Linked DNA regions of Anas platyrhynchos: region 2 is linked to region 1. The links are chromatin contacts, called in public Hi-C maps. All regions are on one chromosome and are shown on one strand. The core of a region is the stretch at or near the end of the contact, and the rest is flanking DNA. Distances in the headings are between cores, read along the strand shown. Region 1 has its middle 26 kb from the start of LPL. Region 2 has its middle 90 kb from the start of LPL.

Evidence for each region. Hi-C and Micro-C count contacts between places; a contact is called where the count stands out from the background.
Region 2: a contact with region 1 is called in a Hi-C map of liver, with 2.5 times the contacts expected there. The contact joins two enhancer-like sites. A contact is called at or near these places in 2 of 8 Hi-C or Micro-C datasets (liver and subcutaneous adipose tissue).

What each region holds. Positions count from the first base shown.
Region 1 is chrZ:53,132,850-53,138,452 of IASCAAS_PekinDuck_T2T, reverse strand. No RefSeq gene overlaps it. Among named protein-coding and RNA genes, the nearest start is that of LPL, 26 kb to the left of the region's middle. Within about 2 kb of position 4,177, at least 2 of the 8 cell types and tissues checked have an H3K27ac peak or open chromatin away from gene starts, as enhancers often do.
Region 2 is chrZ:53,248,624-53,254,555 of IASCAAS_PekinDuck_T2T, reverse strand. No RefSeq gene overlaps it. Among named protein-coding and RNA genes, the nearest start is that of LPL, 90 kb to the right of the region's middle. Within about 2 kb of position 3,980, at least 1 of the 8 cell types and tissues checked has an H3K27ac peak or open chromatin away from gene starts, as enhancers often do.

The DNA of each region.
Region 1 (5,603 bases), core at 2,928-5,427:
GGCAGCCCCGATTTTGGCTGGGGTCATTATGCTTTAGGCAGATAATAAATGACACAGAGCCATTCACCCAGCTTTTACAAACAGCCAAGTGTAGGCTCATACTGATTGTTTCACCACTGTGCATTTTTCATGGGACTGGGAGAAGGTTTTGGTTATGATGCAAGAACCAGGTCTTCCTACACGAAACATACCTTCCACAGGGCTTGGGTGACCAGCAGTGAACAACCTCTTTCAACCTGGTGCCAGCAGAAATAATACAACTCCTTATCTTCATAGCCCACTGTGAAAAGAAGCTCAGGGAACTCAAAGTCCATCAGGCCATCCGTCCTTGGAGGTGTGGAGCCCACAAGAAGTGCAATGCTCTCTTCTGGCTGTGAAGGAAACCAAAGCTGTAGTACAGCATCGCAGCTCACAGCCCTGTAAAGGTGGCTGAGATGTCCCTGGGTAGGGTCACTGAGAGAGCTAGAAGGGACTTTTGAAGCTAGGATCAGAGCAGATGCCCAGCACTGAGGGAAGAGGAGAGCTCAATCTGTTTCACCGCTCAAGAAGGAACTAAAGAGACCACGACTGCCGTGTAAAGCTGCCTCTCAGGGAGAGAAAACTCTGGATCCTGAAGGGCTGTTTAATCAAGCAGAGGAAGGTACAATGGGAACCAATGGCTACAAATTGAAGTCAGACGTTTACACCAAGATTAGAAGGATTTATAAAATTAAAGGAGAATTAGCCATTTGGTTGGAGGCTCAACAGCAGCAGCCTCATATTCCTTCTGGGAGGGCAAAGCCTGGCTCTCTAACCACTGTGCTGACGTGAACACTGCTGGGCAGCACAGGGGAGCTTCCAGATGTAATGCAAAGCTAAATGGTATAACAGCATTTCCTGACACTGTGCACTGGAATTTTTTGTTTGTTTTGTGTTTGTTTGTTTGTTTTTTGTTTTTTTTTTTTTTTTCCTTAAACAACCAAATGAAAAACAAACCAAACCAAACAAACAACAAAGAACAAACAAACAAATAACAACAACAAAAAAACAGCTCCTGGAAGCACTGGAATCTTAGACGTATTCTTTTCCTCACGGCTCTTACTATGCTATCCACACTTCTGCCCTTAGGAGATCAAACCTTCATTCCCAATTCAGCCCTACAACGTGAGAGAAGGACACCTTCAGCTAATTTACATCTAAGTGAGCATTTGTCAGAGTAAAGAATAAAGGTCTTACTGTGCAAAATGGCTCCTGTGGCAGTACTAATCAATACTTGTTTGATGGATTGCCTGCCAGGAGTCTTTCAGGCACATCATTTCAGCTGCTAGACTTTCTGCTTGCTCACTCCTTAACAAAATAAATAGAGATGAATCACGGTATTTAACATAAAACTCCAACTCAGAATCAAAGCTGTTTAAAATGCACAGTGGTTTGCCCTGCTCCATCCTTCCTCTCCCTTTGCTCAGAATGCATGCTAAGTCCTGGCTCTTCTGGAGCAGGCACAAGGCTTGAATGATAACCACTCCACCAAGGACTGCCCTTTCCTCTGCAATCAGTGATTGCAGTCCCGGCACAGGGCTTCATTCCTCATATGCCCCCTGAAGCGGGAGCTGGCTGGAAAAGAAAGAATCGAGATGTATTCCTGCGTGGCTGACAGGAGGGTGATATTTCACAGATGCCTTTCTTAGTTGCCGTGATGCAATGCACAAACTGTTCCCTCTGCTCCTGCGCCTATTGTGCTACTAATCTATGTGAAAGCTCCCACCACTGAACTGTCCCCACCTGCAACTGCATCAGACTCCAAACTACAAGCAGCAACAAAGAGGCAGGTTTTCAGAAGTACTTGGTTTCCCAGTAATAATAAATATGTGTTTAGCTCTCCAAAAATTCACATTTCTATTCAGAAGTGCAGCTAGTTGTTGATTTCTTTATCTGGCTTGAAAATGGATGATGCTTTTCTTCAAGCCCTATACGCCTACAAGCCACTAATAGCCTGGAAAAGGGTGAATAATCCTAGCAGTGACTTTTTTTGGCCAAAGAGGAACACCAAGCTCCTTCTATCAGGTTCTGTGCCCTCCCATATTTTGCCAAAGCCATCCCTACACTGCAACAAAGCTTAGTCAACCACATGAGGAGCCTGAAGGGGTGGGTGCAGGAGCTCTGCTCTGCTGTGTTTTGCCACTGCTCCCTCATGGCTGCTGTGCCAGACAGGTGGTGCAGACGCCCAGATGGGACCTTAGCTGCCCTCTGCCTCTGGGGCATAACCTGGGGACCAATATCTGGAGAAACAAGGAGGATGCACCCCGGTAATCCAGGCTCAGATGGGACCAGGCAACCTCTTGTCCAGGGAGCATTGCAGAGGTACACCATCAGAAAGTCCCAGCAGCCAGGAAAGCCAGGGGGCAAATGGTGAGGAGTGTGCCAGCAAGGAGGAGCTGTGCTTTGTGCTCTCAGAGCAGTTACAGGACTGCGGTGCCACGGGATGGGAGGAGCACACAGGGCCTGGGGCTTCTTGGGGACAAGGGTGCACAGAGCCAGGGCCAGGGGTATTTGGGAAAGAGTCAGAGAGAGTGCTTGACTTGGAGCAGCTGGTGGGTTTCAGATTTAGTGTAGCTGCAAGGAGGAGCAAGGGGAGCTTTGAGCTCAAAGGCTCTTCCTCTGCAGCCCCACCCCGTTGTCCTCTTCATCCTATGTGAGCTCTGGTGCTCTTTGTGACAATGGTACAATGGCACATTTTTTTCCAAGCGAAAAGTAGTCTATTGAGGCACAAAGTGGAAGCCTTCAGATCTTCCCATTGAGGCCTTGAACATGTGGGGACCGCGGGGTGACGTTTTTGGGATCACCCTTGCATGAAGGCTGGGACGCACTGCATTAAAGCACAGGGAAGTCAGGCAGCTCACCTGGTGCAAAGACAGCCTCGTGCCAGTAATAACAACCCCACCCAGGGCTTTGCAGACCGTCTCTAGCAAATTATCAACAAGGCCCTTTCTGGCCTTAAAATCAGGGACTAGTTCTTGTTTTCATTGTCCAAGGAAAAATCTTCACTCAAAATATTTTGTTACGGTTTTGGTAACTCCTTCAGTTTTCAGTATCCTTGTCCCTCCTCCTTAGCTTTCTCGTAATCTGACATATCCATAGTTAATAATTTCTGTGGTACTGAATTCTCTGAATTATACATAAAGGATTCAAAAACAATCAGAGAAGAACTTGAATAATACATACTAAAATTAAATGTTTTATGATTGCTTACAGAGTGAAATTAATAAGGAGACTTGGCCAATGCTGTATAATTTGTGCTGTGCTTAAGCAGGAAAACTACAGAATCGGGATCACAGAACAGTTAAAAATGGAGAGGATCTCTGGAGGTCACCTGGTCCAAACCCTGCTCAAGCAAGGGACAACCAGAGCAGGCTGCCCAGGAGCATTTCCAGGTGGCTTCTGGAGATCTCCAAGGAGGGAGACCCCACAGCCTCTCTGGGCAGCCTGTGCCAGTGCTCCATCACCCACACAGCACAGACGTGCTGCCTGGTGTTCAGAGGGAGCCTCCTGTGTTTCAGCTTGTGCCCATCATCTCTCATCCTGTCACCTGACAGTAACAAAAAGAGCCTGGCTCCATCCTCTTTGCACTCTCCCTGCTCGTGTATTTGTACACATTGATGAGACCCCCTGACCCTTCTCTTCTCCAAGATGTACTGTCCCAGCTCTCTCAGCCTTTCCTCACAGGAGAGGTTCTCCATTCCCTTCATCTACTTCAAGGCCCTTTGCTGGACTCTCTCCAGTATCCCCATGTCTCTCCTGTAGTGGAAAGCCCAGCACTGGCCCCAGCACTCCCAGTGTGAACTGCCAGAAGCTTACAAAAAAATCTTTAATGTTCTTTAATGCTGGGCAGATGGGTGTTTCTGTTAAGTGAGGGATGTTCTGCATCTTGATTTGTAATAAAAACTTACGTCCAAGCTCACTGAAAAAACAGAATTTGGATTCTTTTTTTGTGTGTGTGTATCTGTGTGTGAAATCGTGTTTCACTTCTCTCACCTGGAAGGATGAAAGTCACTGACAGGGCACTACCAACCTCTACCCTCAATCCAAACTACTGGTATTTATGTTTATTGTCCATAACAAGAGCTTTAAGAACAGTTATCAATAACAATGTCTGACCATGGGCAAAGCGATCGCAGTGTGCCTGTTTCTTTGTCTCTGTTATCTGTCTTTTCTAACTATTTTGTCTGCTCATCTTTACGCTCTGCAGCCAGCCAGTGCATCCTGACCCTATTAGCATTAACAGCAAAAAGTCCAGTAAACCACTTACCTCTGAATTTCAGCTTGGATATAAACCTTTTGAGAGCAAACAGATCAAAGCCATAGTGTGGAGCCATGGGGGGGCTTACACACTGCTTAACATAAGAGTACTCTGAACTCGGGTGATGGCTGCCGTACAAGCGACCATGAATAAATCTGTACGGTGCTACTGCTTGATCTTCAGCTGGCATTTTGCCCTGAAATAAGAGAGGTGCGGATATGCTGGAGGTGTTAGTTGTAATGGCAGTGATTTTATGAGGTTTTCTCTACCGGCAATTCAGAACTAAACAAGCCAAGAGCAGCAATGAAGGGTAAGGCCAGGATGGGATGGTCTTCGTCATGGAGGCGAAGCTGTCAAAGTACTCGAGGGAGCTGAAAAAGAAGAGTGGCACAGAAGCGGGAGATGGGAATTCACGTTTCATATAAGCTCACAAATTCCCAAGTGAGCAAATTGCTTGGGCTTTTTGTGTCTCATTTTCCACCTAGAGGGCAATCGCATGAGGAGAAGATTAAAAATACAGTGCAGTCCATTAGCACGACAATAAAAGCATTGAGGGGGAAATACAAGCAAGGGATGACAAACTCCAGCAAGGCAATGCCACGGGTAACACAGGCAGCCAAACAAATGCAGTGTTTCCTCACACCCATCACAGCCAAAACAGAAACAGCAATGGGCATGGTGGCCTTTCACCATTCAACGTGGGACAGTCCCACTGGGCTGCAGAAACCCACTGGGTCTCAGAGCATACCTGCTGAGGAAATGTGGAATAAAAACTGTACTGCAACACGAAGGATCTGACTGAATAAACTGGGCCATATTTTTCCCTTTCTCCTTCACCATTGTAAAGTCCTTTGGCAAAATCAGAACCCCCAGGAGCAGAACGGTAAACCTGAAAAGCCCATTGCAGTGGGTTTGCTGGTGTTTTATTTGCTTGTTTGGCTGTTTGTGTTTGGTTTTGTTTGTTTTTGTCTGTTTGCTTTTGAAAGCCATTTTGATGAAAGATTAGAGGAAATTTACAGAGTAAGTTTTCCACATTTGGCACCCCAGCAAATCTGCATTTCATGGCCCACAAAGCTCAGTCTCCAGAGGAGGAAAGCCAAGGAGATGACCTCTACCTTTAGCACCTGAGTCATCTTTACTTGACCTTGCCAGAGCTAGGGCCGGTTACTGCAGCTGCGGCTTCATTATCCAGAATTTTTCAAACTCCTTCAAGCCTGAGTCGAGTCAAGTGGATATTTAAACCCCTCAAATTCACGGAATCAGCCTCGGTGAGTCACAGGGAAAGGACTGCTCCTTTGATTGATCGCATCTGTGACTCAAATCCAAG
Region 2 (5,932 bases), core at 2,731-5,230, 120 kb before region 1:
CCTTTTACATTCATGTTTTAAATGTATTTTAGTTACTTGTGACTGTGACTTCACTGGGCATAAGTTCTTCATGGCCATGAGCCTTGGGAAAGGGCTTGGTGGAGACCCTATGCATGACATCTGCTATCATAGCAGTGGAAAAATCAGAAAGCACAGTGAGAGCATGAGGTAGGAAAGTACTGCAGGGAGGTGCAGGTACAATGATGCTAGGAAGCCTTGTGCTGGGAAGGAAAACATGCAGGATGTGTGTCTACACAGGACTGTGTGCCAAATAGGTCAGCTCCTGTGCTGGGAGCACGAAGTAGTGTCAAAGTTACAGCCCCTAAAACTAGAGCCTCTACTGGTGCAGCCAGGCTGTTTCTGAGGCCCCAGAGAAAATCTTGTTAAGCTGCCAGGTTGTGCCCTGTAGGCACACTAGCTCAGACAGCATAGAGATGGAGCCAGACGTTTGACTAGGGCAGCTGAAGCCTTTTGCCTCTCACTGAAGAACAATGGAAAATCACTCCACCCAAGCTGGAAACAATAAAGAAATATCCACATCCCAACCCTGTTCAGTACAAGGGAAATCTCCCCATTGCCTGCTGAGAACAATGGGAGACGCCTAGCCCAAAAGAGGCTCGGGAAACCTGCCTTGTAAGTTGAAATATCTTGGCAAATGGCATAATAAGAGATAGAGAAAATGGATTTGCCTCCCATGCTCTTCCTGTCTCACTGCCTCAGAGTCAGCATTGAACAAGCTGGCCGGGTCATAATGGAAACTGAAAATCAAACGTACCTCTCTATAGCATGTCTTCATGTTTCCAAGACCATTCTATCTCTGATACGTGTGGTTACCTAATTAGGAAGGCAGAACTGAATTGATCCTCTTCTGACACAGCTAAATGAGTATTCAAGGAGATGATTTCCTAGGCTTGAAGTCACACAATACCATCCAGGATATTCATAAACTACTGGGGTATGTGTTGAAAACTGGGAGCACTGAAAAATTGAGTTCATTCATGTAAGCTGAAATTCCACATTCCTGCCTCACTGTAGGACTGAGGATTTTACTGAACACTTTCTAACAGAAGTTATATGGTAAAAATGATTATTGGCAATGCTGAAGAGACTGTGGATTGGAATACATAGCAAATAGCTAATGCAGTTGATGCCTTGGACAGTCAAAGAAGCCAGGAGGAAATTTCTATAGATCCAGAATGCCACCAGGGTATGGTGGATCTGAGCTCTGCCACTTGAACTTGCTCCAAAATGTGACCTTTTTGCTTCTTAAAGATCAGAGGCTACCAAAGTACTGCTGTTCTCTAACTTAGAAGAAGACATCATAAATATTTAAGAGAGAGAAGGGAGAAGCATTCACCTGAGAAAAGAGAATTGAAATGCTTTGAGGACACTAGCTAGCACTGAAGAGGCTTTAAACTGAGACTGTTTTCGGTGCTAACACAGTTGCTTTTAAGAGCAAGCCTCTTACACCTTGAAAATGTATTCAGCTGTAGCAGGAAGTCTCCTTGGCTGCACACCTGTGTGCACAAAAAATAAACAGACAAATTACATGCATGAAAGATAGCTGACAGGCAAACAGCGGCGATTGCTCCCAATACCCAATCCTTGTTTTATGAAGAAGTCAAGCTAGCTCTTGCTAAGAAGTACTAAGGAACATTGGCTCTTAGAGACACTACCCCATTTTTCCATACCTACTATGCTTCTGAGATGGAGACCTCACCTGCAGAAAGTGCCATGGCTGCTGCTGAAATGCGAGCAGTGCATTGCTGGAAGGAATATGCACCTGCAGGACAGAGGAGGCCACTGGATGCCACTGATTTTATGCCATAACATCATCATCATAGAATCATCATAGAATGATGTTATCAAAGTGCAGTAAGAGCAGGCACAAACAGGAGGTTAGTGTTGTGTGCAAGAGTCATGGAGGAACTGTTATAACCCTGCCTTGTTCACACAAGATTTGAGAAGCCTGTCTTCCTCACAGTATGACAACATAGGTTGTCATACCTTACAGGTTCTGTCCCATGCATGGAGCTCCTGGGCATGCAGCTGTTTAATTAAAACTTTGCATTTGTCTTTGTTCTTGTTGCTGGTGAGGTTATGCATAACCATGTCGGAAAAGAGTAAATACAAGAAGATTTTCCGGTAACTCCAAAGAGCTTCTTTTTCACCTCTAGAGCAAAATTGGGCAAAATGGCATGCTGAACCTGAACCACAAGCACCAGTCAGATGGACCACACACCAGCAGGGAGGCAGCCACATGATTTTCCGCTAGAGGGAAGTCTATCTCCAGATGTCCAGAGCAGGAGAAGCCCAGCCCAATGCAGTCCTGGGCCAGCCTGGCTGCATCAGGCCTGGAGCTGGAGCTATGCCTTGCAGGGTGGGAATGGCCTGAGACTACATCACCAGGGAAAAGGAATAAGGCTGTCCATGACAGTCTGAGCTGTACCAGCCATCTATCAAAGTAAGGAGATGCTGAGCTTCTGAAGAGGCCCTCTTCATCCTTGCCTTCACACCCTGTAAGTGTAACAAAGGGATTTTCCTTCTCACCAACCTTCCCCCCAAGTGCTGGGGACCTCACTTGCTGCTGGTGAAGAATAAAGATCTCACTATCCTTAGCAGGTCTGACCCATCCCTCCACAAAATAGCCATGCAGCAGCAGTGTTATGGATGTTCCTGCCATTTGTTGTCACTCCAAACCACAGAGATACCTCCAAGGGATTCTGGTTTCAGTTAAGGGGCAGCTGGGGAGCCAGCTCCTGCTGGCTGTACTGGCTTTTGCTATTACTGCTGGTGCCTTTGCTCATGTGTCTTCACAGGTGCTTGAAGGGCTGGAGAAAGTTTAGCCCATAGCTGTACAAGGAAGCCAACTAGGAAATTCTTTGAAAACACGATTTACTTTAATATTTTGCAACCATTACACATGGAAATTCATTTGTCCACATCTGGTGATATGATCAAAGTATAAAGAGGTTTTTCTGACTGGCTACACTTAAAGTTCGAAGTCTGCATCTTCAAACACCTTCCAGATTCAGACAATTTTTTTTATTATTTTTTATTTTTTTGTAGTTCTATAGGAAGACAACTCTGCCTTCACATGGTCAGTGCTCAGTTATCTCCTAAACATTATGTTTTTTTTTTCACATTCCTGGAGTGTGTTAGAATAAGCAAAGATTTGAAGCCAAGTGCCACAATCTCAGATGCTTCCTTTGCCCTTTGGACAGTAATTAATTCCAGATATATTTCCAACAGAAGTTTCTTGTGTGTGTGTGTGAATGACAGCAAGCTTGTCAGGAAGTATGTCTGGAAATAAATAAATAAATAAACAAGCTTCTTTTCAAATTTGAAATTCTTGACCTCAAATTCTTGACTCAGGCATTCTACTGCCTCTGAACTAATAGATCAGGTAACAGAGCACTTTTACAACTAGACACCTAATAGATTCTATACCTAAAGACAAGCATGAAAAGATATTTCTTAAATGCATCTTATTTTAGGATTTACACTACAGGTAAGAAAAAAATGTGCAGCCTATGTTAGCCTCTTCCATGTCTATCCTAGGCCTTGCAGCTCAAATCTAGTAGCCTTAGATCATGCAGCCTGATGTGTCTCTGGACCCCAAGGCTGCCTGGGAAAGAGCAGTTTGTTCTCACTCAAAGGGTGAATACACCACAGAACTCCTCTGCCAAAGACCCAAAAGACCCATGGTATCTTTGTGCATAGACAAACAGTTGTGGTTTTCTCAAGGACCATTTCTAGCTAGAAAGTATAGCTATCTAATTTCTCATTGCTAATTAGCTAATTGCCTCAAATCCAATATTAATTTAATAACTGGAGTTGTTCTAATACTTGTATGTACACTCTATAAGACATTATGGGAGCTATAGCAAGAAAAGTTTCTAGACATTGCAGTGAGTTTGGGGAGGTGGTAGCCTGCAGAGGCAGTAGACATGTCAAGGCTTGACTACTGTGATAAAAGAAAAACCAAAACAACAAAAGATAAGCTTACTAAAGTTGAGTTCAGAAAAGACTTTTGACAAGGCTGTATCATCTGTGAAGAAGTAGAACTCTGTTATTCCATAGGTAGCTGAGATTATTGCATGCTAATTTTCATCCAGATCCAGTTGAAAATCCCCAAAACTTGTTGTTACAATGCAATGTTTGGTGTCTTCTTAAACATTGTGCTGTGAATACAGTTTCTTTCCCTGGCCTGCATGTATGCATGGTCTAGACTTATGTCCAGAGTCCTGCTCCTGGTTTCCCAGGTGGCATCTGGAGAGAAATGAGAAAACAGTGGTATCTATTATCACATCATACTTCTAACTTCACTGTGTTTGGATTATAAATTAATGTCAAAATGTCAAATGCTTCTTCAGGAAGCTTGAAAACATAGCTAATTTCAGTGAGAAATACCCTGTTTATCTTAAAGTTGTGTTAACTCCACTGTACTTTTTTGTGACTACCTACCAACCCAGCTAAATATGGTCATATTTGACCATCTTCATGATAACAAATCCAATTAAAATTCAGAAAAGAGTGCAGAATATGAACAAGAATTTTCCTTATTCCACTTTGTCTTCTAATGTGACACATGAGATAGAGGATATGTTTTGGCAGTGGTTATTGTCAACTATATCACAATAAGACAGCACTTATATCAAAATATATGGCATGCAGTATATATTTTTGTCTGAATATTTTTTCTCTTTGTGCATTTAAATCAAAGTTTGCCTATGACTGTGGAAAAAAATATCATAAATACAGACTAAAAACTGACTGAAAATTATGAAAAGGAAAAAAATAATTCCTTACCTCCTTATTTTTGCTTCCAGATCCACCTTTGCAGACCTGGCATAGTCAACAAAGCAATAATTATAAGGGCTGTATCATCAGAAAATGCAAATCAAAGTCTGACTTCACGTTATTTTCTATACTTTTTAAAATATATTTCTTGTCAGAACATTGTTTTGTTTCTGAGCAATAAAATCACATTCACCATCATTTTGATTGTTTCTTCCTGAAGTAAGGAACACCTAAGGAAAAGGAAATCTAAGTGGAATGAAACAATGGCCAGATTTTGATTTTAGTAACAAACTCTATGGTAAGGGTATTTTCCTAGAAAAGAAAAAATATTTTGAGAAATATAGCTATTGTGCTGAACATTTTACATCCAGTTAAAAGGTAACGATTTTCTAATCAATTTGGGAGTTTTTTAACTTTAGCTTTGTATTGGTGGTAAAATAAGAGCAGTCAAAGTGTCACAAGAGTATTCATGTGGAAGACAAACAGGAGCATGGTGAGTAGAGATGATAACACTCAATGGCACTGCCCAGTACATCCCACAGAGGCACAGGAGGTAAAGATGCTTTCTCATCTTTCACCTGCATACCTGGGAAGAAAGCAGAATCGATGCTTTAACCTCTCACTGCTGAAGAGAGGGTGATTTGATAAAATATATCACTCCAGAGATCCTCAGAATGTCTGAGGCAAGCTTGAACGGTCTTTCATGGGCTTGTCAGCTAAAATACCCACATCAAGCTGTTGCAGAAGACTGCTCTTTGAACAGAGACCTTCAGACCCATCCAGATTAAGCTGAAATGTCAGAGTAGCCTCAGGTGGGGGAAAAGAAAGAAAGAAAGAAAGAAAGAAAGAAAGAAAGAAAGAAAGAAAGAAAGAAAGAAAGAAAGAAAGAAAGAAAGAAAGAAAGAAAGAAAGAAAGAAAGAAAGAAAGAAAGAAAGAAAGAAAGAAAGAAAGAAAGAAAGAAAGAAAGAAAGAAAGAAAGAAAGAAAGAAAGAAAGAAAGAAAGAAAGAAAGAAAGAAAGAAAGAAAGAAAGAAAGAAAGAAAGAAAGAAAGAAAGAAAGAAAGAAAGAAAGAAAGAAAGAAAGAATTTCTTCAAGATGCATTTTGCAATCTCCTGTGAGCAAAGACCT